Linked DNA regions of Mus musculus: region 1 is linked to region 2. A link is a contact called in public Hi-C data. All regions are on one chromosome and are shown on one strand. Each heading gives the region's core, a stretch centred on a gene start, on an enhancer-like site or on the middle of the called end of the contact. The rest is flanking DNA. Distances are from core to core; before and after follow the strand shown.

Region 1 (6,312 bases), core at 2,538-5,037, 130 kb after region 2:
GATATAAATAAATGAATACTCCTACATCCACCTGTTTCAGACCAAGAGTCAAAACAAAAATCACCGACTGGAAGAAAGATAGCATCCCCAAGAAGTGGTGATGGCCACCCTCCTTCTTCTTCCTTTTTTCCCTCCTTCTCTCATTCCTTTTCCTCTCCTCTCTCCTCCTCTCCTTTCCCCTCCTTCTCCTCCTCTACCTCCTCTTCTTCTTCCTCTCCCCCTTCCTCCTTGTTTTCTCCTTCTTCCTCCTCTTCTTCCTCCTTCTCTCATTCCTTTTCCTTGCCTTCCTCCTCTTCTCCTTTCCACTCTTCCTCTTCATCCTCCTCCCTTTCCTTTTCCTCCTCCCCTTCCTCTTCCTCTTCCCCTTCCTCCTCCCCTCTCCTTTCTCCTCCTTTCCTTCCCATCCTTTTTTTGTGGTTGTTGTTGTTGTTCATTTGTTCTCTCAAAGTATAATAGACATACAGTAAAGTGGATTCTTTTTAGTTGAGTTCTGAACTTTTTGTAGTAGCTAATAACTACCACAAATAAGATCTACAAGAGCCCCAAGATCAAACTCTCCTTGTAAACTCTAAGCGTTTGCTGTGCACCTCTGTGGGACAACACAAGAGAAGTGTGCTCTTTGTGTTTCCTTTGTGTTCTATTTTGTTATGAGACAAGCTCTTGCAACATAGGCCAAAGTGACCTTGAGCTCAATACTGTAGCTCAGGCTGGCCTCAGCTCCCCACTGCTAAGATTACAAGCATGTGCTGCCTTGCCTTGTGGGGTTTTGCAGTCCTCTTATGCCATCTTGTTTGAGAACAGTGGCTGTCTTGGTAGAAAGCACTGGATTTGGGGGTAATGGGAGCTCTACCGCTTTCCTTCTCTCTGGGATGGTGACCCCTGAGCTTCCGGCTATTGCAGCAGCTTTCTGATGCCTCAGGAGAGATCTTATATTTTAGTCAAGTTTTTCAGCTGTCTCCAATCATAACATTGGGCTGTCCCAAGCTAGTCTCCTCTAGGCAGGTACCTCAGTTGGTCTATACACACTCAACAAGCTCATCAAAAGCCTGCTTCATATCAGGTTTTGTAACTGGTTCTAGAAAAGCCTTAGCAACTATGATAACTCCCGGTGTTTAGTCAGGGAGAGATCTTTGGAGTAAGACTATTATGGCTTACATTTCAACTCTATCATTATTAACTATGCAGCAATGATCCTGAATCTGTTTCTTTACTTTAAGATGGTGAACACTGAACAAGGTAACACATGCCAAGTCCCTTGGACATAGCAGACACTCAGTAAGCTCTAGACACTACTATGCAATATGTTATTATTTCTAATATACTCATCTCTTAGAAGTGTTAGGGATGGGATAGTACTGGGTGGTCCTGGAAGGAGAGTGAACTGGCCTTTTTTTTCACAGTTACAAGGTCTTCCACATGTGTTAGGATTCATAACACATCTCTTTCCCTTATTCCCTTAAAAGATCAAATAACTATATATAAACCAGATGAGTTGAAGATATCTTAAAAAACTATTCTTCAAGTGCTTTATATTGGGCTGAGGAACCGAGAGACCAGGATAGTTAAGCAACTCATTCAAGATCTGTCTGCTCATTGGTGTTTATGTAAATGCCCTAAAATTGTCCATTCCCTCCATTCTAACAGACTTCCAACTTCCATACTAAACTACACAAGCGAGGCAGAGACAAGTACTAATGTTTTATTTACCACTGACTCATTTTTGAATAAACTCCACAGATCTATTTTTAAATATTTTATTTTAATATCCATCTCCATGGGTACCTGATTCCCTGCCAACCGAGGCTGGAAGAGTTGCTTCCCGTTCCTTTCCCATTGTGAGCATCACGTCCTGTAGCTTTCCCTGCTCTGCAGGTCATTAGATAAATGTTCTGTCTTATCATCCACCACAAAAGACTGAATGGAACACATGTAAGACCACACGAAACACTCTTCATGTTCCCAAGTGTGTAGAAGTGCCTCTCAACCTTATCCACAACACAAAGTATCTGGTGTTCTTCTGGCCTCTTCTAGCATCTACCTAGACCCTCATGTCTCCTAGCAAAGATAGCACTTCTGAAAACACCTTCTGAGTGACCACCCCCAAATCCCGTGGGGACAGAGCAGTGTGGATGAGTTTCAGAATCACAAGCATACAAAAGTCCACACCAGTATTTGCTATTGGAACATTGTTCTCAGAGTTCTATGCAGGGGTCTTCTTCCATGAGCTGTACCTTCAGTCTAGCCATCTACTCTTCATTAAAGACCATCCTCCCCCATCGGTCTCAGTACATTTTCTGCTGCTAATAGAATGATGCAGGTTGGGTAATTTGTAAAGAAAAGAAATTGAGCTGGGTGTGGTGGCCCATGCTTCAGTCCCAGCACTCAGGAGTTCAGAAGCAGGTGAATCTCTGAATTTGAGGCCAGCCTGGTCTATATAATGAGTCCAGGTCAGCCAGGGCTGTGTAGAAAGACCATCAAAATCACACACACACACACACACACACACACACACACACACACACACACACACACACACACAGCACTTGGCTTCTCACAGTTTCTAAGGCTGGAAAAGTCAATACCAAGGTGAGGGCTTCTAGATCCTTTATGTTGTGTGTGATACCAAGTGTTCTGGTCTCTCTTTCTCAGAAAGCCACTGATTCCATCATGATGGCCCTACCATGGTGACCTGGTCTATTCTTGATTATTAGGCTCCCAAAACTCCATTCCAAATTCCATGTGAATTTGGGGATTAGGTTTCCAGTGTATGGACTTTGGGGAGAACTGACATGATCAAACTAGACTACTAACCCTACCTACTCCAGTAGCCTCTATAACATCCTGTTGTTTAGTTTACTTAATCAAAAGTATGCATTGGCTTTAGTTGAGCAGCATGTAAGCTCCATGAAAATAGACTCTCTGTTCATCATCACATTCCTAGTCCTGGAGCAGAGTACTCACTCAATAAGTAAGCAGACTGTGGCTTCAGACAAACCTATCCTGCTTTGTCAACCTCTGGTTTGAGTACTGGCTTCACTACTTCCTAACTGGAAGTGACAAGGAGTCATTAGGCTTGGTGGCCTTAACTTACCACTTAAACACAGCGAACTTTTAAATCCTTATCCTACAAGGTTTTTATAGTGATCAAATAAAGTACAAGTGTGTGATGTGCTAACACAATTCTTAATAAATAATAACTATTACTGTTACTTTCATATAATGAGTACAAAGGATATTATGGATCAAGTATTATTTGCTAGAAATAATAATGTTGACATTCCGGGTCCTAATTCAGCAGTGGAAGGTAACATGTTAAATTAATTCTTCAACTGGTACTTCATGCTGGATAAAGTATCAGCCAATTTTATTAAGTTCCCTAATTTAACCTTTCCAATGGCTCCTTGTTGCAGCAAGACATTACCTGAAACCCTTTCGTGGTATCCATTTGGAAATATTTTGAGTCTGATGACAAGGAGACAATCTCTCCTTTCCTGTCATTACACCCTGGTTCTCCCATAGTGAAAGTTTTCGTGTATAACCCATTTCTCCCCATGCCTGGGTAGATGCTTAATTCAAAGGAGCAATAAATAGCGCCTGGCTGTTTGCCACCAGCTTGCTAGGGACTGGGGAAGGACGACAGGCTCATTCGCCATGTGTCTAGCTCCCTCCCTCCCTTCCTTTACCTCAGTCTTTTCCTTCCTTAAGTACGTCTGGTCTAGACTCAGCTTGGTCTGCAGAGAGCTTGGCAAGGGTTTCAGAGCAGGGTCAGCCAGAATGTCTGTGCTTGGCACTGCACGGTCGGCTCTGGCTAGAAGTGATAAGGTGAGGGATGGTTCCCACGGACAGGGATTGCCTTGAAACAGAGTAGAAAATCCACTCATTTCTCATCTGCAGACCTGCAACCCGAGCACAAAGGGAAAGGCTTCTCTCCCAGTTCTTTTGTTATTTGCTTTGTTTTTCTGTCTCACTCTCAGGACAGTGCACACGCATGCACGCACGCACACAAGGACACTAGGACAAAAAAGGATTTTCCACCTACATTTAGCATACTTCTTTCCCTAGTTTCCTTTTACTCACTCCCTTTTTCAAAAAGTAAGAATGCTGAATATATTAGGAACAGAGAAAAAGAAAGTAGGCAAATAAATGTCGGTCCTGTCAGAGTAGGTGTATGGCCACACATCCTTCTCTGCCTTTACATTTAGGATAACATGACATTTACTTTCTTCAAAATGAAAATGTATGATAATCCCCCCATATACATACATACATACATACATACATACATACATACATACATACATACATGTGGGGGCTTATTCTTATGTATGTGGTACACTGTGGAAGTTGGTGGACAACCTTCCTGTCAAGTCCCACCTTTCCACCATCTTTGACCAGGGTTCAGCAGGCAAGCTGGACAGGCAGTTCGTGGAGATTCTCCTGACTCCAACTCACATGCCCCTGGGCTTACAGACTTTGGGATACTGTCTCTACCTTTATGTGGATTCTGGAGACCTGAACTCAGGTGGTCTAGCTTGTATTCAGCAAGCACCTTTACCTGCTGAGCCATCTCCCCATGCACAATAGCTATTTCTAAACCAGGCCTATGTTCTTCCTTCAGCACTCGACTAATGATGGTACCTGAGGGAGAATCGATATCTGAAATGTGCATTCTAGAGTTGGGGGGATGGCTCAGTGGGTAGCTCACTTGCCTCCAAGCCTGAGGTCTCATGTTCAGTCCCCAGAACCTGCACAGTAGAAGGGGATGACTACAAGTGCCCTCTGACCTCCACTCTACACTGTGGCACACACTCAGAGAATAAATAATAAATAAATATACAAGAATGAATGAATACTCTACATTGACTATAGGTAATTATACTTAATTATTCAATCTTCCATTTTCTTCCAGATAGTCAATAACAGATTTCAAGATCATCAAATCCAACCCACGGGGGTGGACAGTCAAAGGTTCAGAAGTAGACACCTGACTGCTTCTGTGTAAGTAGAGTTTGTTGCTTTGGGCTCTGCTTATAGTACTTATATAACCTCTCTGCCTGATTTGCTGAATTCTTGCATTTAAAGTTATCTCATAAAAACCCCAGCCCTGCTTGCTACTCCTCTTCTTGTTTAGTTAGCACTCAGTGAATCTGATCGACTTTATCAAGGTTTTGAGGAATACTTTCCTGGTTTATAATCTGACTTTCTGTTATTTCTCTTTCTTATACATGTAATTTGTTTGCTTGTTCCTGATACAAGCCCTGGCTAGCCTGGAACTCACTTTGTAGACCAGGCTAACCTTTAGCTCACAGAGATCTGCCCGCCTCTACTCTCAAGTGCTGGGATTAAAGGTGTAAGCCACCGTGTATAACTTCATGTGTGATTTCTTAAGACACATGAACTGTTCACTAACTATGACTGATACTGTAGTCTTAAGGGACTAAAGAGGATGCCTCTGCCTCACCTAAGCTCATCGTTGGGAAAAGGCTAGCGATTTCAGGAGTAATGGATCACCTACCCTTTCAAACAAGTGGCTCGCTCACTCTTCTGTTGCTGTAATAAACCAAGGTCAAAAGCAATGAGTAGATAAAAGTGTTTATTTTAGCTCACAGTTCGGGAGAGGTCAGAGTCCATCATGACAGGGAAACGTAGCAGCAGGCAGCAGGAACAGGAAGCAGAGAGATCACATTTCAAGGGTAACAAACTGGGAGGTGAGCCTGAAATGGGGTTGATATGCAACCCTTCAAAGACGCCCTCCAGCAGCAAGGTTCCACATCCTAAAAGTTCTATAGCCTCCCAAACAACATCACCAGTGACTATGTGACTATAGGGCATTTCTTATTTAAACCACCACAAGTCTACCAGTAGAAGCAGCCACTCGAGGAGCACAGAAGGGCTTTTCTAAGATAGGGTGTGGAAAACAAAGGAAATGGAGGGGGGGGGCGGTGCCTTAATTCAAAGAAGGGTTTTTGGTTTGATTTGGTTCTTGACTTTCGGTTTGCTTGTTTGCTTGTTTGTTTTCAGAAATTTAGCACCATTCAGACAATTACTGTCTCAGGATTCTTTCAGCTGTACCTTATTCACCCTGGGTCCTTTCTCTTCTTCATATCCTTGGTTCTCTTTTAGCAAAACCTCTCTTGGGGTAGGGGTGTGTGTGTGTGTGTGTGTGTGTGTGTGTGTGTGTGTGTGTGTGTGTGTGTCTGTATTTCTATGTTTGTGTCTGTGTGTATTTGGACTGTGTGACTCTACAAACTCCTTCTCTGTATACCCCCACCCTTTGCAACGCCAGCTCTCTTAAAGTACTCACTCCCATCC
Region 2 (6,060 bases), core at 328-2,827:
GATGTGCCCCACCCAGCTGGGAAGCAGCTGAGCTGAGAGTCAGGCTCCAGGCTGCTGAGTTAAAGGGGCTGCTGTCCTGCCTGTACTGCCTGCCTCTGCTTGTGAATTATCGGCAAGAATGAAGTGAGAGAAACCAAATGATCCGAAACTGGGGCTTTAATCCTCTCTGTGATGTAATTGGTGCTTACAAATCATCAGGAGAGCACATGGCTCTGCCTCGTTTTCTACCCCAATGCTGATGATTTTATAGAACTAAATTACGAGAAGAACCTAAGGTGTGCTTTGACCTCCAGCTGGACATGTGTCTCCCTGACACTGTTCTACAGTCTACCCTCCATGCTTTATGTCTGCCCTTCCCATTAAATCTATAACTGTAGGGCATTCTGGTTACAGGCATGAGAGCCGGGGCCAGGGTCAGAGCAGTGGCACCCAGACCTATCACAGTTCCTGTGGGTTGTGTGACTTCTGATAAGTTTCTTTGCCTCTCTTAGAGTTTTCTATGTAAACACTAAGGGGATTGAACCAGATCTCCATCAGCACACAGTGGTGAGGAAGTAACCAAAAGGCCGTTTCTCTCAGCTGCAAACCCTATCCTCTTGTTTCTCTTGGCCTTGTGGGATGTCAGACTACAGAAGAAGAGGAACAGAGGACTGCTGAATTGTTGCTATTAAGGTAGATGGAGAGCCACAGCCCAGGTTTCATAAAACGTCACCAAAGCAGTGACTGGCTATGGATTTTATAAAGAGACTCATATCAGGTATTCAGCCCGAAACCAGGAATAGTGAGATGAACAGGGTCTGAAACCTCAGGTCGCATCAGCTGGGGAGGACTCAGTGATCACCAAGGTCACTTCAACTCTAGTTTGGAAGCCATTTGAATTCAAGTCTCTAGGAGAAGGACTGAGGGGTTGAGGTCTTAACCAAGAAGAGTTTTAGAACCTCTTGCTTACAATAAGGACTAGCTCTCCCTTCTTTATTCCAGGCTGGACCTGTTCTGTGTAGAGAAGAAGAGACCAAGCCCAGCATCACTCCTTCTGGCGAGGCACCATCCCAGGGAGACAGGAAGTCAGCATAGAGTAGAATATGGAGAAATAGTGAGGATGTATGAGTTCCAGGTCTCAGGCTTGAGCCTGTCTGGTTTCCTTTTGCAGATTGCATTAATGCTGGTGTGAAAGGAGACTCAGGTGTCGGTAAAAGACAAAGGTATCAGAGGAGGTGCCCTAGCTCTTCACAGGTCCTATGCTGTAGGTCAGAAGGTGCCTCCACACCCAAGGATGATGCTGAACAGCTTAGTTACCAGAAACAGCTGCCTCATACAACTCTGCAGAGGTCCAGACTCTCCAGACAGCTTTTTCTGAGGTCAAGGACTAAGAATGAACTGCAAATAAAAGGAGCAGCCTTCTCTGTAGCTGGCTTGCTCCAGGTACCCTGGAAGTAGTCAGAACCCTGTCTAGAGCATGGTCAACTTGACTTGGGGCATGCATAAATTAGGAAATATGTAACACTAGACAGTAAAGTAATAGGTCGATTTATTTGCAGAGTGGATAGACAAACTTGGCATTCTGCGTGCTCAGAACTTTAAATATTTACAACTAAGGAGCATTCTCGAATAACCTTCCTCCAGAGACTTTTCTGCAGTGTGGACTTCAGAGAGCCCTTTGCTAAGCCTTCCTGTGATGCCATTCCACACTGATGGTAAATGTTGGCTAGATTTTCCTGGAACCCAGTGGAAACTTCCCAGTAAAGAGAGAGCAAAGCAGAGAGAAGGGCTAAACCTTTTGTAATGTACCACTCTCCAAAGCACTTAGTTTGAGGTGGGTGTTGGAGAGCCCTTCTAGAAAGTAGTGCAGAAATGTGGATTATTTTGGGAACTACAAAACATCCCTGTCCTATTATAAAAGTCCAAGATACCCCTGTTTCTGGTAAGAACTTTTCTCTAGTTAGTACACTGACAGTGTCCCAGAGACCCATATGTCAAAGTCTTTGTGCCCAGGACAGTGCTGTCAAGAGACCGTAGAACCTTTGAGAAGTGAGATGCAGTGGAATTCCTCTGGTCACTCAGGACACATTCCTTAAAGGGACTGTGGGACTCTGGTCTTTTCTTCTTCCTCTCTTTTGATTTCCAGTCATCAGGTTAGCAGTTTGTCCCTGCTGTGTCACCACCACAATGTGTTTATCTCACCACAGGCCCAACTCATGGGCCAATAGGTCATGGACTGAAAACTTCATATCTGGGAGCCAAAATAAACACCCCCTAATCAAATAAGTGGATTCTCTTTGGGGTGAAGGGATGGAGCGGGGGTAAGGCACTTGCTGAACAAACATGGCATCCTGACTTTGGATCCCCAGCAATGGAGTAAAAAGCTGGGTAGTCTCTAATCCCAGTGCTTTGGGAGATGGAGGGGGGAGCATCCCAGGGGATTTCTTACTGGCCGGTCTAGCTGAGTCAGAGGAAGACATCTAATACTGGTCTTTGCCTTCAATGCATTACCTTCCAAAACATGTGTGTGTGTGTGTGTGTGTGTGTGCGCGCGCGCGCATACATTGACAGTGTCCCAGAGACCCATATGTCAAACTCTTTGTGCCCAGGACAGTGCTGTCAAGAGGCTGTAGAACCTTTGAGAAGTAAGATACAGTGCTGTCAAGAGGCCGTAGAACCTTTGAGAAGTAAGATGCAGTGGAATTCGCGCACACACACACACACACACACACACACACACACACACACACGCTTTCATTAAGAATGGTTAAATGCTGGCTAACAGAAGGGTTCTTGGAGACTTTGGTGGGACTGAGAATGACCTGTAGCCTGGCTAGGGGAAGAGCTGACTGAGAACCAGGTAGACCACTGTAGCCCCTGACAAGGCTTCAGGACTCAGCAGTGAGAGTTCACTGGAGCACACTGCACCCAGGGGACAGACCTAGAAGAGTTAAGCAACTCCTTCAAAGTCCCACTAAAGTGATCTGGTGACACTAGAGTTCAAGTGGTGCCTCCCAGACCCCCAAAGCCACACTGTAGGTAGCTGATAGATGGTAAGTGCCAGGGGAGACATCTTTGAGTAATTATGAAAATACTATGATGCTTTTGATTATTGAAGAATGCTTTATGGAGCCTCTGATTCCTTATCTGTAAGGCCAATCACATCCACTCAGAGTACAGATCAGTAGTGAGTTAACAGGAGCACAGAGCTCCCAGCATTGTTTCTCGAATGTAGAAGACTCCTAACACTCAACAGCTGTGGTTTTTATTGTTGGAATAGAAACAAAGAAGTGGGTTAGTAAAGAATACAAAGAAAGGGTGGGAGAATACACACCCACCCACACCCACACACAGACACACAATAAATACACACACACACACACACACACACACACAGAGTCAATCAATGAGCTTTGAGAACGTAAAATACCAACTTCTCTCACTGAGACTTGTCAACTCTTTAAGCCTCCTGACAAATCTTAAGAATTATGTTCAAGGGTGGTTGCAAGAGAATTGATAGTGACGTACCCAGGACTGTTTGGAACAGTCAAGCAATCTGTAGACCTGGAAATGCAAACAATAGGGATCTGAAATAAAAACAGCAACCACCCTCCCCACACACACACACACCTGCCAATTTTCCAAGGCAGAAGCAGAGCCCATCCTTCACTGAACAAGTTGTAAGCATCTACCATGCAGAGCAGCCTGAGCCAGCGGGAGCGCTGCCCCTGGCCGAACAACTCTGCAAAGACCAAAGACGAGCACTGTAGAGTGCCCAGGATCATGGAAGATGGCAGCACAGCTAAGAGTGTGAGCAGAAAAGCTTCCTCCACGCTGATCTTTCCCCCTAAACTCAGGTACATTGTTAGGAAAGTTCCTGCACATAATATTTTACAGAAACCTCAGCATTTGATGTTAAAGCCAGTGCTGCCCACTTCTCCATGTCTAGGTCCCTCTTGGGGAACTTCTGTTGGAAAGATGTGATTGTTCCTAATAGTCAACAGAAGGAGGGAGACATGGTGGGGGTGGGGGTGTTGTTCTTGGCCCTCTTACACTTACGTTTCTGTTGGAGTTCTTTGGAAAAGAATATGAAACAAAATAGTTTACAATTTCAGACTGCCTGTTGGCAAACATTGTACCATTCAGAGACAGCAGTCCCTCTGAGAAGTGAGTCACTAGATCCGGCAAAAGCAGCTTCCACCATCTGAGTATTCTGTAAGCCAGGGACCCTAGACTTAAGAATTTATGAGCCAGAATAACTTAATTCTTCAAGTTGCGGAATGCGGAAGCTAACAAAAAATTGATGGTGTCTCATTTTGCTAAATCATCTGTTGTGAAAATTCCTTCCCATAACATTCCCCAAACAACAAAAACTACAGCTCCACCTAAGTTCCCCTTGGAAATCAATGAATTTATTAGGGTTCATGCATTGTCTAACACTTAGAAAGTTTTTGGTACTTTCAGGGAGACAGTTACTAATGTAAGTCCTCAGAGAAGCTTGCTTTCTTGCTTTCTTGCTTTCTTGCTTTCTTGCTTTCTTGCTTTCTTGCTTTCTTGCTTTCTTGCTTTCTTGCTTTCTTCCTTTCTTCCTTTCTTCCTTTCTTCCTTTCTTCCTTTCTTCCTCTCTCTCTCTCTCTCTCTCTCTCTCTCTCTCTCTCTCTCTCTTTCTTTCTTTCTTTCTTTCTTTCTTTCTTATTTTTTATCAGCTATGTGCTCTTGGGTAAGTATGACCTCAGTGCTTTGGTTACTTTATGCCATAGAAGTCATATGGATCTCTTAGGGTCTTCTGATAAGGAGCATGATAATAATGTATAAGCATTACGATGCACATTGTGGTGGTATATTATTGATATTTAAGGGAGTATATACAGCCTGATCAAATAAGGATTTCTACGAATGTTTAGGCTCGTGGAATGAATTGGAATAAGTTGTCTTGTCTTTGCAAAGCTCTTACTTGTCTTAAAGTGCTACCTAAAAGCGCAGACACACTATTACGACTGGAGGGATTCATAGACGTGCTGGCAACTTGACCAAGACCTTGCAGTTTCTGGCTGTCCCTTCAGCATCAACAAGCACAGGATGCTACTAAGGCTGGGATGGATGGGAGGTGCAAAGTTAAAGTGGAAAGTACGGTGACAGGCATCTGAAGTTTCTTTAGGATTAGCCTCTGATTAACAAATGGAAAATACTTTTGCAGTGAAGCCTTGTCACGAGGCCAGACACCTTTCCTGGATTAACTTTCTCTCGGGGACCCAAGCTTGATCTTGTCTCAGCAATGCATCTCTGGGCTTCGGCATCCACCTGCAGCCAGGCTTTCCAGCATAGTAATCTCTCTAAGCCGTAGGTTTCTAAAAATCAAATTAAAAACTAGATTGCGATAGGATTAAACTGCCCACAAACGCTTAAGTGCCTTCATATTCAACTTATGTTTTAGTTGCAGATGTGTAACTTTTGTGTCTTTCTGTAAAATGCATGCATGTTTAATTAAAGATATGTTTACATATTTTAATCACCAAAAATTGTACACTTTTCTATAAAGTACGTTTACATGTTTATTTGTAGGAAACTCGAACAATGAAGAAAAGCATAAAGAACAAAATAAAAATTACCCATAATCATACTCCATTTTAAACCCATTTTGTAGGTCTTTATATATATTTGTAAACATGTATTTATGTATCATATATGTGATATATGTGATATACACTTTCAATAAAGTCATATTTACAAATGAATAGGAATGTTCTTTTTTGCATGTGTATGTGTGGTATACATGTGGCTCGTGTACATGTATGTAGAGGTCAGAGGTTGACAATCAATATATTTATTGACCACTCTCCACTTTATTCATTGAGTCAGGGTCTCTTGCTGAACCTGGAGCTTGAAGATTTGTCTAGTGAGCCAGCTTTCCACAGAGATCCACTCTTCAACTTCTGAAGGCTAGAGTGACAGACAGGCCACCATGCCCACTCAGCTTTATATGTGTCTGTTGGGGATTCAAATTCCTACTCTTACATTTCATAGCAAGTGCTTTCTTATCTACTGAGCCATCTCTGCAGCCTGGACCTATCTATTTAATGT

Evidence for each region. Hi-C and Micro-C count contacts between places; a contact is called where the count stands out from the background.
Region 1: a Hi-C map of liver shows a contact between it and region 2, with 2.2 times the contacts expected there. The contact joins two enhancer-like sites. A contact is called at or near these places in 16 of 484 Hi-C or Micro-C datasets (the C2C12 cell line, adipose-derived mesenchymal stem cells, bone marrow-derived dendritic cells and 7 more) and 5 of 115 datasets of contacts at active chromatin or transcription factors (bone marrow-derived macrophages and embryonic stem cells).

What each region holds. Positions count from the first base shown.
Region 1 is chr6:34,657,219-34,663,530 of GRCm38.p6, forward strand. Cald1 (caldesmon 1) reads left to right here. Exons shown (of 14, transcript NM_001347100.1): 2 at 4,910-4,998. Among named protein-coding and RNA genes, the nearest start is that of Gm13861, 6.5 kb to the left of the region's middle. Within about 2 kb of position 3,788, at least 21 of the 459 cell types and tissues checked have an H3K27ac peak or open chromatin away from gene starts, as enhancers often do. A contact at or near this core is called in liver, where this site is marked.
Region 2 is chr6:34,526,129-34,532,188 of GRCm38.p6, forward strand. No RefSeq gene overlaps it. Among named protein-coding and RNA genes, the nearest start is that of Gm32942, 7.7 kb to the right of the region's middle. Within about 2 kb of position 1,578, at least 11 of the 459 cell types and tissues checked have an H3K27ac peak or open chromatin away from gene starts, as enhancers often do. A contact at or near this core is called in liver, where this site is marked.